Linked DNA regions of Mus musculus: regions 1, 2, 3, 4, 5 and 7 are each linked to region 6. Evidence: chromatin contacts called from public Hi-C and promoter capture Hi-C data. All regions are on one chromosome and are shown on one strand. Each heading gives the region's core, a stretch centred on a gene start, on an enhancer-like site or on the middle of the called end of the contact. The rest is flanking DNA. Distances are from core to core; before and after follow the strand shown. Region 1 has its middle 6.2 kb from the start of Hnrnph1. Region 2 holds the start of Pdlim4 (PDZ and LIM domain 4). Region 3 holds the start of Rufy1 (RUN and FYVE domain containing 1). Region 4 holds the start of P4ha2 (procollagen-proline, 2-oxoglutarate 4-dioxygenase (proline 4-hydroxylase), alpha II polypeptide). Region 5 holds the start of Maml1 (mastermind like transcriptional coactivator 1). Region 6 holds the start of Skp1 (S-phase kinase-associated protein 1). Region 7 holds the start of Canx (calnexin).

Evidence for each region. Promoter capture Hi-C pulls out the DNA fragments that hold promoters and counts their contacts. A called contact is a pair of places that touch in the nucleus more often than the background predicts.
Region 1: a contact with region 6 is called in a promoter capture Hi-C map of pre-B cells, with 4 times the contacts expected there. The contact joins the enhancer-like site here to the promoter of Skp1 in region 6. A contact is called at or near these places in 3 of 39 promoter capture datasets (liver and pre-B cells) and 1 of 9 other capture datasets (adipose tissue).
Region 2: a contact with region 6 is called in a promoter capture Hi-C map of embryonic stem cells, with 13 times the contacts expected there. The contact joins the promoter of Pdlim4 here to the promoter of Skp1 in region 6. A contact is called at or near these places in 2 of 39 promoter capture datasets (embryonic stem cells and hippocampal neurons).
Region 3: a Hi-C map of B cells shows a contact between it and region 6, with 5 read pairs. The contact joins the promoter of Rufy1 here to the promoter of Skp1 in region 6. A contact is called at or near these places in 1 of 39 promoter capture datasets (pre-B cells) and 1 of 484 Hi-C or Micro-C datasets (B cells).
Region 4: a contact with region 6 is called in a promoter capture Hi-C map of second pharyngeal arch cranial neural crest. The contact joins the promoter of P4ha2 here to the promoter of Skp1 in region 6. A contact is called at or near these places in 4 of 39 promoter capture datasets (the 3T3-L1 cell line, hippocampal neurons, liver and 1 more).
Region 5: a promoter capture Hi-C map of pre-B cells shows a contact between it and region 6, with 4 times the contacts expected there. The contact joins the promoter of Maml1 here to the promoter of Skp1 in region 6. A contact is called at or near these places in 4 of 39 promoter capture datasets (the C10 cell line, hippocampal neurons, liver and 1 more) and 1 of 115 datasets of contacts at active chromatin or transcription factors (astrocytes).
Region 7: a contact with region 6 is called in a promoter capture Hi-C map of pre-B cells, with 3 times the contacts expected there. The contact joins the promoter of Canx here to the promoter of Skp1 in region 6.

Annotation. Positions count from the first base shown.
Region 1 is chr11:50,370,095-50,372,794 of GRCm38.p6, forward strand. No RefSeq gene overlaps it. Among named protein-coding and RNA genes, the nearest start is that of Hnrnph1, 6.2 kb to the right of the region's middle. Within about 2 kb of position 1,442, at least 159 of the 459 cell types and tissues checked have an H3K27ac peak or open chromatin away from gene starts, as enhancers often do. A contact at or near this core is called in adipose tissue, liver and pre-B cells, where this site is marked.
Region 2 is chr11:54,067,679-54,070,378 of GRCm38.p6, forward strand. Pdlim4 (PDZ and LIM domain 4) reads right to left here and starts at 1,339. Exons shown (of 7, transcript NM_019417.3): 1 at 1,162-1,339. The coding sequence starts at 1,254.
Region 3 is chr11:50,429,692-50,432,391 of GRCm38.p6, forward strand. It overlaps Rufy1 (RUN and FYVE domain containing 1), which reads right to left and starts at 1,434. Exons shown (of 18, transcript NM_172557.3): 1 at 1,093-1,434. The coding sequence starts at 1,414.
Region 4 is chr11:54,099,581-54,102,280 of GRCm38.p6, forward strand. P4ha2 (procollagen-proline, 2-oxoglutarate 4-dioxygenase (proline 4-hydroxylase), alpha II polypeptide) reads left to right here and starts at 1,344. Exons shown (of 16, transcript NM_001136076.2): 1 at 1,344-1,460; 2 at 1,940-2,067.
Region 5 is chr11:50,290,996-50,293,695 of GRCm38.p6, forward strand. It overlaps Maml1 (mastermind like transcriptional coactivator 1), which reads right to left and starts at 1,341. Exons shown (of 5, transcript NM_175334.3): 1 at 731-1,341. The coding sequence starts at 1,066.
Region 6 is chr11:52,230,545-52,233,244 of GRCm38.p6, forward strand. It overlaps Skp1 (S-phase kinase-associated protein 1), which reads left to right and starts at 1,451. Exons shown (of 6, transcript NM_011543.4): 1 at 1,451-1,574.
Region 7 is chr11:50,324,320-50,327,019 of GRCm38.p6, forward strand. Canx (calnexin) reads right to left here and starts at 1,354. Exons shown (of 15, transcript NM_007597.3): 1 at 1,174-1,354. Gm46280 (a long non-coding RNA gene) reads left to right here and starts at 1,433. Exons shown (of 2, transcript XR_001780205.2): 1 at 1,433-1,733; 2 at 2,554-2,700.

The sequences.
Region 1 (2,700 bases), core at 192-2,691, 1.9 Mb before region 6:
CCGACCTGGGTCTGACCCCTGGTACAAGAAGAGACTTCCAAAAGGTGTCCTCTAGCCTCTGTACATGCACACGTGGACATCATACACACATAGGCACGAGATGCGTGCACAATAATAATTTTTTAAAATAGAAGGGTTTCCCCGGGCATGGTGGCGCACGCCTTTAATCTCAGCACTCAGAAGGCAGAGAGAGGCAGGCAGATTTCTGAGTTCGAGGCCAGCCTGGTCTACAGAGTGAGTTCCAGGACAGCCAGGGCTACACAGAGAAACCCTGTCCCAAAAAAACCAAAAACCAAAAACCAAAAAACCCAAAACAAACAAATAGAATGGTTTCTGGGTAACAAGCCCTTAACCCTAGCTCAGGAGGCAGAGGTAGAAGGATCTCTGTAATTTTCAGGCCAGTCAGAAGAGAAACATGCTGAGACCTAGTCTCAAAAAAACAAAAACAAGAGGGCAGGAGAGATGGCTCCAGGATTCAGAGCACAGAAGGCTCTTCCAGGGGACCCAGGTTCCATTCCTAGCCCCCACAAGGCTGCTCATAACTGTCTGTAGCTCCTAGGGGATCCAATGCCCTCTTCTGGCTTCCGTGGGCACCAGGCACAGATGTAGGCAAAGCACTCATACACATAAATTAAAACGATTGTTTAAAAATACACGAAGGACCCAGCACTCCGGAGGCAGAGGCAGGCGGATTTCTGAATTCGAGGCCAGCCTGGTCTACAAAGTGAGCTCCAGGGCAGCCAGGGCTACACGGAGAAACCCTGTCTCGAAAAATCAACAAAACAAAACAAAACAAAACAAAACAAAACAAAAAACCACGAAGGAAAGGGAAGGGTTAAAAACGGGCCTGGGAATGTCGAGGAGTGTGTTGCCTGGCATTCATGAAGGCCTGGGCTAGTCAGCAGTAGTGGACAAAACTGGCCGGGTGTATGAAACAGGCAGGATCAACTGTGGGGCTCAGGGTCCTCCTCAGCTACCCGGGAGCCATGACGGCCTTGTGTGCCACATGACCCCACAGAACAAACTGCTAAAAATGGCTTTGTGTTATGTATATTTTATCCCTTTTAAAATATTCTTTTAAAGAATATTAGCCCTCAGTACATTTTATACACAGCTTGAGACTTAATTGCAGGGAGTGACCTTGGCTGAGGCGTTAGGAAGCCAGGACCACTTTCCACAAGATTCAAAATCTGTTAGTTGGGCTAGGGGTGCAGCTTAGAGCATCTGCCTAAGCTGGCAAGGCTCTAGAGGGGTGTCATTGCTAATACTCCCCCCACCCCACACACCCCCCAAAAAAAACCAAAACAAAGAAAAACATACAAAAGCCAAATAATTCGAAACAAAGACTTTTTTTTTTTTTCTTTTAAAGGAAGACGCCGAGTGAACTGAAGAGGGCGCAAAACCGCAGACCTTGACGGTAGCGGGCGAGGATCAGGGCCGGAGCTGTGAGATGTCTTCCCACACCGATTCTCATTGACCAGTTTAAAATGGTTGCCAGCCATCGCCTGGCATTGGGAGGGAGAACTATTCCATTTAGACCAAGGGGGTGGCAGGGCGAGCCCCACGGGAACCCACCTTGCTCTCCCGCTGCTCTTCCTAGGTCACGGAAGCTTTGAGAAACTGTCATCTGAGCAGACCCTGCGGGGGAAGGAGGGAGCTTCAAGCCCTGGTGCTGCTGCTCCTTTAATATTTTAGCCTTGCTGGGGATAGAATCCGTGACAAGCTAGGTAAACGCTCTCCCACTGAACTGAACCCTCGGTTCCCTTTCCACTCAGTGTTCTGATAATCCTTACAACTCTGAATTTTAAAATCCTATAATCCATCCATCCATCCATCCATCCATCCAATTTTTTTTTTTTTTTAATTATTTTCAGTGCACTGGTGTTTGCCTGTATGTAGGCAGGTCTATTGAGTCCCCTGGAGCTGGAGTTGACAATTGTGAGCTGCCATGTGGGTGCTGGGAATTAAAGCCAGATCCTCTGGGCAGTGCCCTTCATCTCTAAGTCATTTCTCTAGCCCCCAATTTTTTTTGTTTGTTTGTTTTTGAGACAGAGTCTCTCCATGTCCCCATGAAACTACAGAACTCCCTCTTAGGATCAGGCTGGTCTCAAACTTGTGGTCCTCCTGCCTCTGCCTCCAGAGTGCTACTAGGACTATTTGCTAAAAATTTAGATCCATAAGTAACTGAGCGTTCAGCATTATGGCAGTTACAAATACTGAGAAGAACAAGAGAAATCCGTTTGTGTCCCCACTATGGAAGGATAGTCTATGAGAACACTTTAGGCTACTTGCTCAGGTATCTGTTTCCATGTATGTGTGCAATTCTGTGTATTTCAGGAACCTGAGTACTACACCCACTTTTCTTCAGGTTTCCGCAATTCCTGCTGCTGAGCCTGAGGGCACACACCTTTAATCCTAGCACTCTAGCTCAAGCAAAGAATTTTTAAAATATATCTTCATGTAATTAATAGCATCAAAATGTACTAAACATACATTCTGAGAACCTTTGGCTTCTCTACTTTCTTTTTTTTTTTCTCCTCAGAGACAGGATTTCTCTGTTGCCCTGACTGTCCTAGAACTCACTTTGTAAACCAGCTGGCCTTGAACTCACAGAAATCCCCCCACCCCCACCCCGTCTTTCAACTGCTGGCATTAAATTCCTGTGTGATCATACCCTGCTTTGAAGCTTTTCATACATTA
Region 2 (2,700 bases), core at 89-2,588, 1.8 Mb after region 6:
ACTTCCCACCCCCAGCGGGGATCTCTAGGGAGAACAAGGAGATGAAAGTCACAGGGATGTGCTGAAGGCATACCTCACTTGGCCCCAGGGACCTAGTGGTAAAGACAGATGTTGGAAGCCTCCTAGGACAGCTGGTCCTGCCTGTCACCCAGGCCCCCATATAGAGGATTCCACAATTCCACACCCACCCAGTGACTACCTCTTCCCAAGAACTGAAAAAGAAATCTCGAAAGCTTAGCCCAGCCTTCAGGGCCAGAAGAAGCAGCAAAGTGGTTCTCCAGTCCCCCGACACACTTCCCCAAAGACTCAAGCAGCCTCTGTGGGGTGAAGGGATGTCCACATCTGTCCCCTCCTTCTGGACCCAGAGCCACTAAGGGCAGAGCCTGGGTTCTCTTCTCTTTTGGCTCCAAGGCTGGGGAATCCCTGCCTCAGGCCGGAGCTCCTCCCTGCTCTATCTTCAGACCAACTCCCTCTCCAGGGCTGTGCCCCCTCCTCTTTGCCTCTGCCTTAGATCTAGGAGCAGGGTATGATCCTGGGACCCGTGGGGAACTGGGCTGAGGCTGTCCTGGTCCATGGCTTTGTGTTGGTTTGTAAGGAGGGGGAACCATGCCTCATTGTCTCCCCCTTGCCTGGAAGCTAACAGTCCCTCTTGGTCACTTCCCCCAGAGTGACTGAGGCCAGAGAGGAGAAACTGAAGTTCAGAGTGGGGAAGTGGGTGGACTTCCGAGGACAGCAAGACCCTCCTAAGGCCACCCGGACCTTTAACAGGGGAAGTGGGTTTTCAGTTACTTTGCCCCAAAACTTCAGGCAGGGTTGGATCTGAGGAGTTTCTGGGCCTCTGTAGAGCTGTCCAGACTCCTGGCCCATGTCTGAGGGTTCTTCCCTGGCCCACAGCAACTTCCCCTAAAGAAACTTAGCAGCGGGAAGTTGGTGTATGAACTCTTGGGGATTCTCACCACCAAACGGGGCAGGCAGGCTGTGCGGGAAGCGGGGTGGGACTGTGTTGCCCTGCTGGAACCCCCCTTCACATTATGTGGGTCACCAAGACCAACACTCTGCTTTCAAGCTTTCGACACGTCGAGGATCTGGGTCCTGGGTCTACTACAAGGACAAGGTCTAAGCCCCGGGACTACCCCGCTGCCCCGCGGGGGTCGGACTCACCCGCGAGATGGTGAGGGGAGCACTGAAGTCCCGGCCGCCCACCAGGCGGAAGCCCCAGGGTGAAGGGCCGCGCAGGGTCACCGAGTGGGTCATCGCGGGCCGGAGCTGCAGCCAGAGCTGGAGCCGGACACGGAGGAGTCGCCGCCGCTGTTGCCGCCGCCTGGCCGCCGCGCCCCGCCCCCGGGCTGCCCGCCCCCGATCCCCCCTCCGTTCGTGCCCGCGCCCCGCGCGCACACCGATTGGTCCCGCGGACTCCCGACCCTCCCACTTTGGGGGCTCCGAGGACCCGCCCCTCACTTTCCCAGGCTAAACCCCGCACCCCCCACCCGCTTATTGAAGCCCCCAGAATAGGGTCCGCTTGGATGTCTGAGTTCTGCCTGGCTGAGGAGCCGAGCAGGCTGTGGAAACTCAGACACTAGGCACCGGCCCTTTGAAGTCGCTTTTACGGGCCGGTGCTCTAGCCCGGGGAGGGATGCAGGACTGCGGTGGCTCTGATGGGGGATGGGGCCGTGCCTTGTTCCCAAACCACTTCCACGTTCTGGCGGGCCAACCTGCCTCCCCACCTTTCAGCGCATGGAACCCTCTGAACACCGGCACACTTAGAACCTTGGGCTTGAGAAGCCCTGGACTAGGGACACAGACCCAAGACAGCAGCAGGCCATGGATCTATTTGGTGGGCTACGGGGGGCGTGGGTGCAGTAGAAATAGAAAGGTGCCCAAACTAGTTTGCAAAGGCAAAGCTGATCTCCTAGAGGAGTTGACCTTTTTCTGGCATCTAGAAGCAAGGCGCATGTTTTTTTTTTCCAGGTACCCCACCCCCCACCCTCGGCTTCTTGGGCCTTGTCTTGTTTCCATCTCCCTTCAGGTCATCTTGTCTGCCAGGGGTGTTGTATCTCTTAGCTTTCTGGAAAGGAGAGCAGGCTGGAGCAGTGCCTGTCTCCCAGTGGAGGAGCAGAAGTATTTGGAGCTCGCCCCCACCCCACTCTCCAGGGCTCCTCTCTTCCCCAAGTCTTCACTTCCAACCACTGTGTGCCCGGATGTCCTTTAACAGCTTCTGGAGGTACAATGGTTTGGCCAGACTACTCTCTGGGTACCTCAGTCTGACCACATCAGCCATCAATTGCTTCTCCATACCCAGAGGAGGCAAGATCCTAGTTAGTCAATATTCTTGGCAACCCTGTGTTCTCTCTTACCCTGTTGTGACATGTGACACGTGAGTGACTCGGACTGTGTGTGTGTGATGCTGATGCTCACAGGGTAAGAGATGAGAGGGACCACTGAATCTCCTACATCTGGAAAAGAGAAGAACTGTCAGAGAGCTACAATGTAGGGGTGTCTGTCCTGATGTCTTCCTGGTGACAAAGAGTAGGACAACTTGAGAGGTACCAAGTAGGAGATCCCAGGCCGCTTGAGAGGTACCAAGTAGGAGGTCCCAGGCCGGGATGTCCTCCTGGTAGGGAGGGTGCTGCTATCCCCTCAGGTGGGAGAGGAGTGACATGGATTGAGTGTGTGACACGGATGCATGCTTGAGTGTGTGGA
Region 3 (2,700 bases), core at 184-2,683, 1.8 Mb before region 6:
CGAAAAATCAAGGTTAATTCATTACCAAGGAAAGAAGCTTTTTTGTTGTTTTTGTTGTGATTTTGTTCTTTAAAATAAAATCTGGGTACTAAAGTCTATTGTATGCACGTGATGCCCCAGGCATTTACAGTCAACACTCACTTTACCTCAGCAACCTGAAGTCTGCATGGTCCATTCACAGTAAGTGACCAGGCCAAGTGAAACGTGGTTATTTATTTATTTGTCTGTTTATTTATTTAGAGGCAGGGGCTCACTGTGTACACCAGGTGGGTCTCAAACTCTCAGAGCTCCACAAGCCTTTACCTCCTAAGTGCGGGTCTTAAAGGCGAGCACCACAACGCCCTTGGCTATCCTTTATATTTTAATTTTAGATATGTTCAGAAACACCAATGGATTATAATTAGCGCAGTTCTGAGCACGTACATTAACATGTGCAGGAAGTATGCACCCGAATCACCAAGCCCAGCTATAAAAAACAAATAATAATTTACTTTTGTTCTTTATTGGTATGCTGAAATTCTAATCTAGATCATAACAGCTGAATTGGATTATTCAACGTAGCTGATTAATTTTTTTTTTAATCCCCGTTTTTATAGACTGGGAAACGCGAGTAGGACAGGTGATGGGAAGTCTTCGTCCCACGGGGGGTGGGGTTGGGGGTTAGTGGCGGGAGAATAAAGGGAACTAAAACCTCCTGACTCTGACTCGCTGCTCTCACCAACTTTGGAATACGCTGTCAACCTCAGCCGCAGGTGCAAACCGGCTGGCTGCCGAGATTGTTAACTGGGGACCAGCACCGGACTTCATTTGTCAAGTATGCAAAATACGAACACTGGTGATTTTCCGTCTAAGCCTCTAATGTAAACCTCCTATTTAAAGTCAATCCGTGATCACGACGCAGCTGCTCTGAGGTTCACAAAGACAAACAAGGTGGGAGGGGAGTCCCGGGCCGCAGTCACCCTGGCCCGGTGGGTGACACCAATTGCAGAGCCCCGTGCCGCGCCGCGCGGCACAGCTCCGCGGAGCAGCTCGTCCGGCCGGTCAGGTTTCCCCAGCCCGGGAGCAGCCCCGGCCCGCGGGACCCCGGCCTACCTGCGCGCTCCCCGCCGCCGCCGCCGTCTCCCAGCCCCGCGGCCGCGCGCAGCGCGCTGCCGCAGCTCGCCGACAGGTTCCCGGTGGCTCTGCGCGCCAGCGTCAGGATGGGCGCCGACCAGCTGTCGGCCACTCGAGGCCGCGACGCACTCCGCAGCTCGCCGGGACTCGGCAGCTGGCTCCGGTCCACGATCTCGAACGCTTCCCCGGACTCTAGGCCTGCTTGGGGCTCAGGCTCCGGCCCCGGCTCGGACTCCGGCTCCCGCTCCGGCTCCGGCTCCGAATCCTGCCCCGCCCGGCGGCATTCTCCGCGGGCGGCCATGTTGTTAGGTCACGTGACCCGCCGCTGCCCTGGACCGACGACCTTAAGCCGCTGCGGCCTTGCTCGCTCTCACCTGGGCTTGCTTTCCTTGTATAGCATTCGGGAAAGTACGATTCCTAACCGTAGGTGATTCCCAGCCCGGAGCACTTGGAAGTTACTTTTGGACTTTCTACTTCCCACCCCGGGAATGCGCCTTATTTTAACGTTTTGCGACACAACTTCCTCTTTTAAACTTTCATTTCACATGCCTTTTCCCCCTTTGAATCAAAATCTCACTGTTGGATTTTTATTTGTTGTTGTTATTGTTGTTTCTTTCCCCCACACAAGGGAGACATTAAAACAGGCCATGTAGCCAAGTGGTGGTGGGACAAGCATTTAATCCCAGCATCAGGGAGGCATAGGCAGGCAATATCGCTGAGGACAGCAGAGTCAACGGAGTGAGTTCCAGGACAGCCAGAGTTACACAGAGAAACCCTGTCTCAACAACGCAGTCCCCATCACCCCCAGTAGGCCACTTGGCAGGGGTGTGCTTAACTACTTTTTTCTGGGGTGTGTGTGTGTGTGTGCGCGCGCGCGTGCGCGCGCGCGCGGCATGGCAGTTCTGGGAATTGTACTTCGTATCTCATACATGCTAATCAAGACCTCTACCACTGAGCTTCACCCAACCCCCAACACACATAACCAACAGGACCGTTGAATTTGTGATCCTCCTGTCTCCATCTCCCAAGTGCTTCTGACCCCACACCATGCTAGGCAGGCACTCTACTAGCAGAACTAGCAGAGCTATGTTCCCAGTCAGAATTTCAGTCTGTAGCTCCGGCTGGCCTAGAACTCAGTAATAGAGCACTGGCCTTGAACTGGTGATCCCCCTGCCTCTGTCAAGTGAGTATGGGGATTTTATGTGTGCCTTACCATGCCAACTCATGTCTAATATTTTCGACTTCATATTTTTCGGCAGCTTTCTTCAGAACAGGCTGTAAAAGGGCTGCCAAAGAAATTAGGACAGATGAGTCAGAGGTGTGTGTGTGGTGGTGGGGCTTTTTCTTTCAAATCAAATGAATCTGAATGACAGCCTAGCAGGCAAGGTCAGCAGTGGTGGTCTGGAAATGAGCTCTGTATTCTGCTATTAATTAAGTTGATAGGAATTGAACCAACCTCATTCCTAAGTGATAAGGAAACGCAGCACACAACGTACCTTGTGATTATTGTCTCTGCTTTCCAACTCTGGCTTGGATAAGTCACCCTACAGATATGTGGTTATTCAGCCTATTTTCTTACTAGGGATA
Region 4 (2,700 bases), core at 94-2,593, 1.9 Mb after region 6:
GGGGGTGTGGGGACATCCTCTTGGAGACAGGGGACAAGAAATGGGATGAGGAACTGTTGGCGGTGAGAATGGATGGGGGATAACAACTGGACTGTAAAAAAAAAAAAGATTAAAGATAATTTAAAAAAAAATAAAAAAGAGCATACACCATGTAAGGGTGATTTAACAACGGTAAAGCAATAAACATAATACAGTAACTGTTGGGGGCTGTTGTGGAGCTAGAAGGTCTGAGAGATAGGCCAAGAAGATGGACTTTGCTTGCTTGGTTGGCCAAGGAGAGATGCACAGTGGGTGGTAGAGTGGGGTGAGGGTTATGTTTCCATAGCCATGGATTGAAGGTATTTATAGGCCAATGGGAAAGATCCTGTGGAGAGGGGGAGGAGGAGGAGGAGGAGGAGGAGGAGGAGGAGGAGGAGGAGGAGGAGGAGGAGGAGGACCACTCCGGACAGAGAAGTGGGCGGGCATGGGGAGGATCTGAGGATCTGGGCAAACTGTACTTTCTGTGGCATAGCAGATGCAGAAAGGTTTGTGCATGGTTTCAACTGGGCTCTTGGCTGGTAGCTGCCACAGACACGGACAAGTGGCCAGGTAGTATTTTCTGAGTTGTTTCTGTGTGTCTGTCTTTCCTAGTCTGGGCCGTCTGCCTGGTCCATGCCATTATAGGGAAATCCACACCAAACTCCAGGCACAGTCCCACAGGCCGGGCATCTCCGTTCTGGGCTCTGCTCCCTGATGAGATTCTCAGACTGCTTCCCCTCATTCATGGAGAAGCAAGCTTACAGGGCAGGCGTGGGAACCTGCTCAGCTGCCAGAGCATCCTTCAGTTCAGATCGAGGTCGGTTGCTTCCCTGTCTTCTTGACTGTGTGTGTCTCAGACAGAGCTGGTTGAGGTGTCCAATCTCATTGGCCTGTGTTATAAGCCATAGGTTGGCCCTAGGATGAGATGCTCCAGGCTACGCCAACTTCTCACATTTACAGAAGAGCCGAAGCCTGGCTAGCCTGAGCCCCTCAGAGAAGCAGTTAGGCTTTGGAGATGGGTCATCTGGAGAGATGAGGTGCGCTGACATCTCAGACCCTTGTCTTTTCCCTCCCTCCACTCCCCTCCCAGGATACTCAATTCCCGATCTTAGTGACGCCAGCCTCCTGCAATTTGCCGGTGGTAATGGATGTGGGGGTGGTGGGACCACAGAGGGCTGGAGCAGGCTGGGATGGGGGCGCCGCCCCTGGTGCCGGTCCCACGCGGCGCAAGGAGGTGTGCATCGCATACGTGCAGCGCGTGGCGGCTCGGGCCTTCCCGAAGGCTCCAGTGGCTCGGAGCCAGGCCCGGGCGGGCCCGGGGGGCGGGAGGTGGGGACGTGGCGGAGGCTCAAGCGGGCGGAGACTGTGACGAGGGCGGAGCCGAGAGCGCCGGGGCGACGCCGCGGGAGGTTCTGGAAACGCCGGCTTCTGCGCGTGTTCAGGTGAGCGCGGGTCCGCAGGGTCGTCGCCGGGCTGGGCTCGGGTCCCGGTGGCCGGGCGGTGCGTTCTGCTCTGCGCGGAGCCGGGAGCTGGATCCGGGGTCCCTCAGCCCCGTGCCCCGCGTCCGGCGCCCTGATTCTGCACCCGCCTGGGTTCCTGTCCCGCCCGCGTCCCTTCCCAGGGTTAGGGCGGTGAGGTCAGCGGTGCCCTTCCTGCCGGTACTGTTAGGCCGGGCCGGACAGGACACTTGGCGGGCTCCCGGGAAGGGGCGACCTGACCCCGGGGTCGCCCCCCGATCTAAGGCGGAGGCGCCCGCCTGGCCCCGAAGGCGGCGCTGCTTAGGATGAGGAAGACCCCTGGCTCCCAACCCTGGCAAGGACCAGCTTGGTCGCTGCCAGTTTTATGGGCTCTTAAATCAGAAACTCTCCTCCTATCTGTCAGAAGACATCCTTGTCGAACCTCTGATGTTTTCCCTGAGCAGTTTCAGAGACCGGTGGCGATTGGCTGACTGATTCAACAAATAGAGCATTCTCTGTGCCTGGAGACTTTCAAGGACTGAGGCAGGCAGAAGGGAAGACTCAGAAAGTTCAGGTCCAGAGCATCAGCAAGGTAAGTACTGAGTTAGTGTGGAGTTTGGGCTGTGTGGACTTGGTAGATGTCTGGATGCTTCCGGGCAGGAGACATGGGCTGGGGTGGGAGGCTCCGGTAAACTGGATTGGTCACTTAGGAACCTGGACTGAGGAATCACCCTGAGTGGCCGCAAGCTTGGGCCAGTATCACGTCTGTGGTACAGTAGTGGAATCAAGGTAACGGAAAAGGGCCGCTTTAGGGAATAGCTGTCCAAGGGCCCCACCCACAAGCAGTGAGAGATCTGCATGAGGAAAGTCCACTGAGCCCTTGCAAGGTGAGCATGGGTCTGGGTACTTCTGTCGCAGGATTTTACTGGGAAGTACAGGTGGGTCTTCCTGTCATCTGTATTCTAATGTGTCATTTACTATGCTGAAGGAGATCATTGAATTGCCCCCTACAGCAACTCTGCTGTGCTCTCAACGCGCTAAGGAGTCTCAGTACAAGAGAATCATTGGGGAAAGGCCTCCAGCCAACTCACTCCATCCTTGCGACGTGGCTTCCCTGACTGGGCCACACAGTGGATCCTTACCCTGAAGAATGACACTTTAAGGATTTTGCTTCTTAATGCAGGCCATCTCGTTACTGACACCTTATCCCTCCTGATGGAAGAGC
Region 5 (2,700 bases), core at 91-2,590, 1.9 Mb before region 6:
AAAACTTCTAACCAATAAATCTCGGGATTAGCTACTAAAAACCAAAGGGCACAGCTGACCAACAAGTAACGTCATTTCCCCCGTTCAACAACTATTAATATTATCAGAGGTTTTTAACAGGCTTAGTAGGTTAATTTTGGAACTGTCAATAATATAGCAGGAATCAGGCGTTCACAAATTCCAAAGTTCCCTTTTGCGGGGGTTGGGGGAAAACGAATGCCTTTTAAGCAACTCCGTTTACCGAAGCTTCCAAAGACTTTTCAATTTTCCATTCCGAAACCGCGGGATACTGTCAACTGAAGGGAGACTTATTTCCATATTAAAGCCCTAACTAACCTCCACGAAGCAAAGATCCAATCAACATCTGCAGACTAAGCGAGGCCAGGCCTACGGTGCAAGAACGCCCTACATCCTAGGCAACTCCAACGCGGGTCTGCTCCAAGACGAAGTTCTCATCAATTGGAAATTAAGTTTAGGAGAAAAGCCTACCAGCAACTAACCTCCTGCTTTTCCAGCCCCGATTTCACTCAAGTCCTCAAGGGGACGTTTTCCCAAAGTACACCGCAGTGCCACTTCTGGAAGATGACAAGCGCCCTGCCATGTTAGCCACCTCCCAGGACCCAGACTAAGAAATGGGGGCGCTCGGGAAAGTTTCCCCAAGGCCCGATCCGCGCCGGAAGAGGCGTTTTCGGGAGTGAGTATTGCTGTGGCAGGCGCCAGCCTTACTCACCGCGACCGGGCGGCCGTGCTCCGGGCCGTCCGCTGCGTCCAGGCGCGCGGCCGCCGGGGCCGAGGCGGGGGCCGGAGCGGCAACCGGGGCCGTGGCGGCGGCCGGCGGCTGCCGGTGCTTGCCGGCGCGCTTGGCCTTGGCCTGGATGCAGCGCTGGTGCAGGGCAAAGGTGTGCTGGCGCTCGAGCTCCAGGCGCTCGGGAGACACAGCCTCGTAGCGGGCCTCACAGGTGCTGTGGTGGCGCCGGCACAGTTCGATGCGCCGGCGGAGGCGCTCCATGACCGCGCTGTGCCGCGGCAGCGCGAACTCCGCCATGGGGCAGGTGGGTAGCACCATGGGCCGCGGGCGGCACTGGCCGGGCCCGGGCCTCCCGGCGCCGGCTGCCACTTCGGGTTCCTCCGCTTCTGACGGCCCGGATCCGCCTCACGCCCGCGCCATGTCCGGCCGGGCTGTGGAGCGGGCTCGGGCGCGGCGGCGGGTCTTCCTCCGGCCCCGCTCGGCCCGATTCCAGGCCGGGGAACACCGCCCGCCTCAGGCTTCGGCCTGTCCGCTATACCCCTGCCCCATTGTTTTCCGCGCCGCTGCCGCCGCCATCTTAAAATTGTTTTCGGGGCTTTCGGAAGAGGGCGGGGCCTGGGCCGGCGAACTCTGCGTCACTGCTGATGGACCGAAGCTCTAGCCAATCAAAGGAAACCCGCTGCCCGAGGGCGTGGGGGACAAGCACGTCAGGAATTTTCGGGTATTTAAACTGAACACTCTGGCGAGGAGGGAAGCCCGAGGCGGGCTCAGTGCGGGAGAGTGAACTGTGACTGACGGGAACCTATCCAAGAAGAGCCACGTTTTCTGAACACCGCCCCCTGAAAGCAGTCCCTTCCGGGTTCGTGAGGAACGCGGGTTAAGTCTGAGTGAGGTGGAAGCCTTAAGACCCAGATGTCCAAAGCTGTCTATCTTTTTAGTCCACCCACACTATTTCGAGGTCAGCCATTTCCGACCTCATTCTTTACATACAGCCACGTAATTGATCAGAATTGTTTTGAGCTTGAGCGACCTAGTAGAGATAGTTATCACTGACTGGTACTGTGAGCAATAGCTCATTACTTGGAGGGGTGAGGGTGGGAAAGAGCCTCAATACTGGGGACTGGAGTTATTTAGATCTACAGGGGCATACACTTAAAAACCGACTGATATATAAAATTGAGTCACTCAAAATCCAATCCAAAGCACTGGGTTCCAGTGATGCCACTAGCAAGCAAGTGAGCGAAGGTAAAAAGCCAGGAAAGGACCAAAAAATGTTCTGGATGGTTACTGACACCCAAACTGCCATAGGAGATGCTGGGAGGCTTTGCAATAGAAGACCTCACGAGCCACTCAAACATGTCACCCTTTAACCTCTTACTAGAGTTCATTAAAGTTTTATTTTTAAAATCACAAAGAAAAAAAGCTAACAGCCAAGTGTTTTTATACACATGGAGTTAAAATAAGAAAAAGGAATTCTAAGTTTTTGGTGGCGGGAGTGGCAAAGATAAGTGAGCACTGCTTCTTCCCAGTGCCAAGCATTACAATCAGCACTCAAGTGAAACCAGCAGCTTTTGTATGCAGTGATGAAGGACTGAACCCAGGACCTCATGAGTACGCTGCAGCTGTCTTCACATACACACTAGAAGAGGGCATCGGATCCCATTACTGATGATTATGAGCCACCATGTGGTTGCTGGGAATTCAGGACCTCTGGCAGAGCAGTGGGGTACTTAGCTGCTGAGCCAACTCTCCAGCCCACCATTAAACTGTAGTGTCAGGTACCCCAGATTGCCCTCAAATATATTGTCTGAGGCTGGCCTGCCTCTGCTTCTGATCACACCATTACGCCCAGTTAGAAGTGCAAGGTTATCTTCAAAACTCTATAGTGTATGGATTCAGGACGCAACCTAAAACACAAAATATCCTGGGCATGACTTCCAATATCCTCAAAT
Region 6 (2,700 bases), core at 201-2,700:
CAGACATTGGATACCAGCAGACAAAGACCTGGTAATTCAACCCATTGCTTGGTCTCTCTGCCCAGTCTTGTCCTAGAGAAGCTGTAGTCTCTGGTTTCTTTAGGAGGCCCTGTGTGGAAAAGTCTTTTGTCTTCGTGGTGCCAGGAATACCAATCATGTGCTCACTGGTTAGGTGAGCCTGGCGCCTTGGTGGGGCTAGTGATGCTCCCTAGACACAGCAGGGCAGGGCAGGGCAGGGCAGGCAATTGCCCTCTTCCTGGCTGGGCTGAGGCCAGATGGGTGCTTTCAGGCCTCTCCCTTTACTTCAAAGCTGTTTCATTCTAGCGACCTTATCACAGCCTTCTTTGAGCCGCCTGTACAGCATAGCCTGTTCAGGTTGAGCCTGACTGTCCCCGTTCATTGCTGGATGGATCCCCAGCACTGGCCTCACAGATTGGCCTAGAGCATGGTTACCCAAAGAATGTAACCTCCATGCTACATTCACATTGACTCTCTCCAGGCTTGGCGCTTCACTCCAACAATGGCTATTTGGGGGCCTGGAAGCCTCTTCAAAGTTCAAAGGTAGGAAATAAAGGTGAAGATTAGCCAACAGGGTGGTCCTAGCCTCGAATCTCCAAGCTGGCTATTGGGAGGCAGACAGATCTGAGTTTAAATAGCGAGCTCCAAGCCTTATATAGTAAGACCCTGTCTCAAAACAAAACAACAAGAGTTTCAGGCAAGTATATATGTGGTGAAAATGCCTGTGACCCCAGCGCAGGTGGAAGGAGATCATGAATTTTAGACCAACCTGGTCAACATACTGAATTTACAGCTACTCTGTGCCAAACAGGGTCCCGTCTTAAAATGCAAAGAAAATAAAACTTTAAAAATCAAATAAGCAGGTGTACCATGTCAGGAGTATTTAAGAATTCTAAGCCGCCTAGGTTAAAGAAACACCTTTGTCTCAACATGGCATACATGTATATATATATATATATTTAATTCAGTATCAGTAGAGAAGGTTCAACTCCTGAACCCCTGGTCAGCAAACTCAATTCTATTTCCTTAGGTTATTAGGAGAGTAACGGTGGTCAGGCTGAGGCGACTCCTTTAAGGAAAACACACACCCACAACCGGTTTTGCGGTTTGTTGTTTCCAGGCTTTTCCAGGACTGGGGTCTTTCAAGCCGTTTAAGACAGCCCATGCCTGAAAGACCCTTCGGGTCGAGATGGTTTCCCAGCCGGTGCCGGAGTCCGCTTTGAAGGAGAGCATGGCGCTGTTTAGGCCAGCGGAGTAAGGAGGACGTCCCTCTCTTGCCCAGCCACCCCTCCACCCGCCGCCGCTCAGCACCTCTCCAGGAGACCTCTGCGGCGCTCAGGGTCTGCCGCCTGTGTTTCGACTGCCGTCAGGCGATCTCAACGGCCAGCCCGGCCGGCTGTGTGACGTCACGGGCTCGGGGTCCTCGGCGCCTGCGTCCCGCTGCTATAAAAGGCGACGCCGCGCGGCGCCGCTCGAGTGGCCTTGTTCTCGATACTTCGTTGTGGTTGTGAACTCTGTCCGGCAGCCTCGGGCCTGCGGTCTTGAGACGGAGCACCGTGAGTAGCAACCCGCGAGCCGGACACGTTCCTCGAGGGAGGGGCTGGGTGGGAGCCTCGCGTTGGCTGTGGAGTGCACGAGGCGGCGAGGCGACCTGGCCTCGTATCCTGAGGCGCCGTGCGGCCCGTTGCAGACCCCCGGACCGCGGGAGGCACGAGGAGGCCGAGTCAGGCCTTCAAGGGTCTCCCATCCTTTCGGCGCTCGCTCAGGGAAGAGAGTCGAGCCCTGTGGCAGGCCTGCCGCTTTGCAGGCGACGTCAGTCGGCCCCAAACGCGACTGGAAGGCCCAGGCTTCGTACCGGGCCTGCCTTAGCGACAGGCTTGCTGCTCCGCGCTCCAGGCCGGGTGGGCAGCGAGGCTTTGAGTAGGGGTCCTGGGCCGTTCCAGGTGGTGGCTGTCGTTGCCATTTGATTCTTGGCTCCCTCCCTTTTCTCCTGTATCTGGCGTCAATTAGCTCCTTATTGGTCTCACCTTTTTAACCACCGAATATGCAGGTAACAGACTCCCAATGTTTCTTTGCGTTTTGTCACGTTCTGCAGTCTCTGAACTTGTTACTGTAATAGACACTGTCGTCTGAGGTGTGTGGCATTTGACGCTAAAACCTGAGGTGTTTGGGTTTTTTAAGGGATAGTGCTAAAACCTGCCTTCTGGTTCACTTTTTCACGGAGTCCTCAGGTTTGGAGACTCAGTTTTTCAGCAGAATGTTACAGTAGACTGTATTGTGGCATAGAACAATGCAGTCTCTTCCGTCCTGCAGTGTAGTAACAAGTGTCAGAATTTCGAGTCACTTAAAACAGGTTTGTTTTTAAAGTCTGGTATACTAGAATTCTCATGCTAGACTTGGATGATTAATTTCCAAGTCTAGGAGCTTAGAGAACTGAAGAAGGGTTTTTTGAAAGCATATCAAATCGAAACCTCATACATTATTACTTAAAAATTTTGCACTTAATTCCAACACAACAACAAAAGTGAAGTCTAGGATTACAGAGTGCGTTGAATTACAGATTAACCGATTGCCTCCCTGTCATTTAATAAGATCCTGGCTCCCTTGCAAGTAACCTAATACCTAAATTTGACTATGACTAAGCACATCTTTATTTATTGTGAATTATTTCAAGGAAATACG
Region 7 (2,700 bases), core at 104-2,603, 1.9 Mb before region 6:
TATTTTTAAAAAACAGGCAGATTCTTCCATTTCTGAAGGGTAAAGAGACTGTAGCTCAACTTTGCCAAGCTTTTAGTATTCAGTTTGGTTTAACTTCACACAACTAGCAATGCAATCACTAGTGTCATGACCAGCAGTTAATACACAAAGTGTCATCAATGTGTCCTCAGGTCTTGGCACACAGGCCTTCAATATAAACATTAGTGTATCAGTGTAATGACCAAGGCATTCGGATTTCAAGAAGCCAGTTCGATTCCTACCCACTGAACCTTTACTACACATCCAATTTCTCATTCCCATTCCCTCGGAATTCAATACAAGGCCCATCAGTCATTCTGTCTACTCCTGGGGACTGAGCCCTAAAGTAGAAAAAAAAAATCTCCCAAATTCCCACTCCCCCGATTAATTGCAGTTAGGTGCTTGAACCAGGACTTTTAACCCAAACGGTCTAGTGCTCAGTTACAATCCCAACTGGATGACTAGAACTACCTGTATGACCTTGGGCCAGTCATTTCAAACTTCTAGGCCTCAGTTTCCTCCCCTCACTAACTGAACTTTCGCTTGTATCTCCTGCTCTTAAGGTCCTGTGAACACCCACACTGGATTACTATCTATCCACCACCGAATAGGCAGGTGCTTTAATAGTTAAGCCTTAAGTTTCTCAAGCGGTACACGTTCTAGTACATTCTACTCCCTCATCAGGATGCTATGGTCCAGTCTTCCCTTTGGGCAAGTTATTTTCTAATCTGTAACGCTTATCTCTGGATTTACTTCACCTTTCCCTGCTATTTGGGCTACCTACTAGGCCGAATTCTAATACCACACCTGTACCGGATTACTCAGCCCACCTCTGGGTGGGCCTGGCCAGGGCCTAAGAAAGCTCTAGAAGCAAAGCCGTAGGAAGTTGTTAGCTTTCTCAGAGGTCAAGGGAAACCCCAGGACACCTGCCACGCCTCCCGACCCCGGCGGCGCTGCCCAGGCTAGCCTCTCTAACCCGGCCGCTCTCCTCACTGCCCTGCGCGTCCGCCCAGGCCTGCGCCATTCGAAAGCCCGCCCGACCCCTCAGTCGTCGAGCCTACAGCCACGCCCGACCCCCTCCGCCACGGCGCCGCTCGCCCAGTCCCCCAAGGCTCGTCCCGGGCCTGAGATCCCCGCACACGCTTCCCGTCTCACCTCGAGCCTCCCGGGGACCACTGGCGGCTCCCTCACCTTCTCCCACCCGCACACCCGGCCCCGTGCTGCAGTGGAGACAGCGGCAGAGGCGGCCCGACCGTCACGTGCCGCAGAACTAAGAGGCCTCGGCTACGGCCGCCGCGCGAGCGAGCCCCACCGCACGAAGCCCAACCCCGCGTCCGCCCCTCGTTCCTGAGTGGCTAAAACGAACGTCAGATCCCGCCCCTTTGCGCAAGATCTAAGAATTTATTGGTAGATACAGCCATCGCTCGAAGCGCCTTCCCATACGCCCCCTAGGGCTATTCTTCGTGGAGCGTGGTGATTGGTCAATAGCGAGGCAGGAAGTGGTTGCTGATTGGGTATGAAGGAGGAAGGCGGGCCGTCACCAAACGGGCGGGCGCGCGCCGCGGAGGGCGGACGGATCTGGCACGCGTTCTCGCGTGGGTCGCCCTAGTCCCTCAGGGCGGGTGTGTTGGACATCCAGAAGACGGCTTTCCGACCCATTGAGTTAGGAACTCTGTCCCAACCCCGCCTGGGACCTATGGCCTTCATCACAAATGGTGAGAGGTCGGGCGGTGTGCTTGCGCAGTGAGTGAAATCCCTCTGGGTAGCAGACACCGCCTTTCCTGCGGAGTCATCGCCCTGAGCTCAGGAGCCTGAGACCTCTTTACCTAACAAAACACTACCTAGATTCACAATCAAGCCACATGGAGTCACTTTCCCATGTGCCCGTGCTGTTTCCTGATTTTAGTCGTTAAAATCAGACATACCTAAGCGACAGAGTTGAGGAAAAGGGTGATGCCATGTGCAGATTTAAAATAGCCTTTTCATAACCCACTCGTTTTTCAATATGCTGATAACGCTGTAAGATTGAAGTGGCTAAGGATTTGGCTAGATCCTTGAGAATCCTGATCGCCTCGGGTTGTATTTGGTGACCCAAAGCTTTGAATAATGTGGAAAGAAACAGCAGGTTTTTCTACATGTGAAACGAGCTTTGTTCCTGCCACCCCAAGAGAAAGGCAGTAAGGATTTGATGTTTGGGTCAATTTAGTAACCGCCAATTCTCTCTCCCTAATTTTAAAGAAGAGAAATTGCTTTCCTTATTTGCCTTATAAAGAGCATGTTCAAAATGAAAATTTGAAGCCAGCTTGGCACAGGCAGTACACATAATTTAAAAAAAAATTCTAAATTTACTTAGGTTGAGTTCTGGCTTGTGTTACCCAAGATGGCCTTGAATTTAAGAAAGCCAAAAAATCGACTTCTGCAGAGAGGTGTTAAAATATGTCAGTACTGAAGGAGTAGAGGAGTTGAGGCAGAACTTTTCTGTCTAAACTGACAAAGACTTGAACTGGACCTCATAGATATGCAAATTTTCTGTAGGTGGAGTTGGAAGGAAGTTCTTGAGATGAGAAAATTGTACAGAAGAGCAAAAAAGTGACTCTCAGGTATTTGGGGGATCCATATACTAAAAATGTTTTGGGAGCAATGGAGATGGCTCAGCAGGTAAGGACACTTGCCACCAAACCT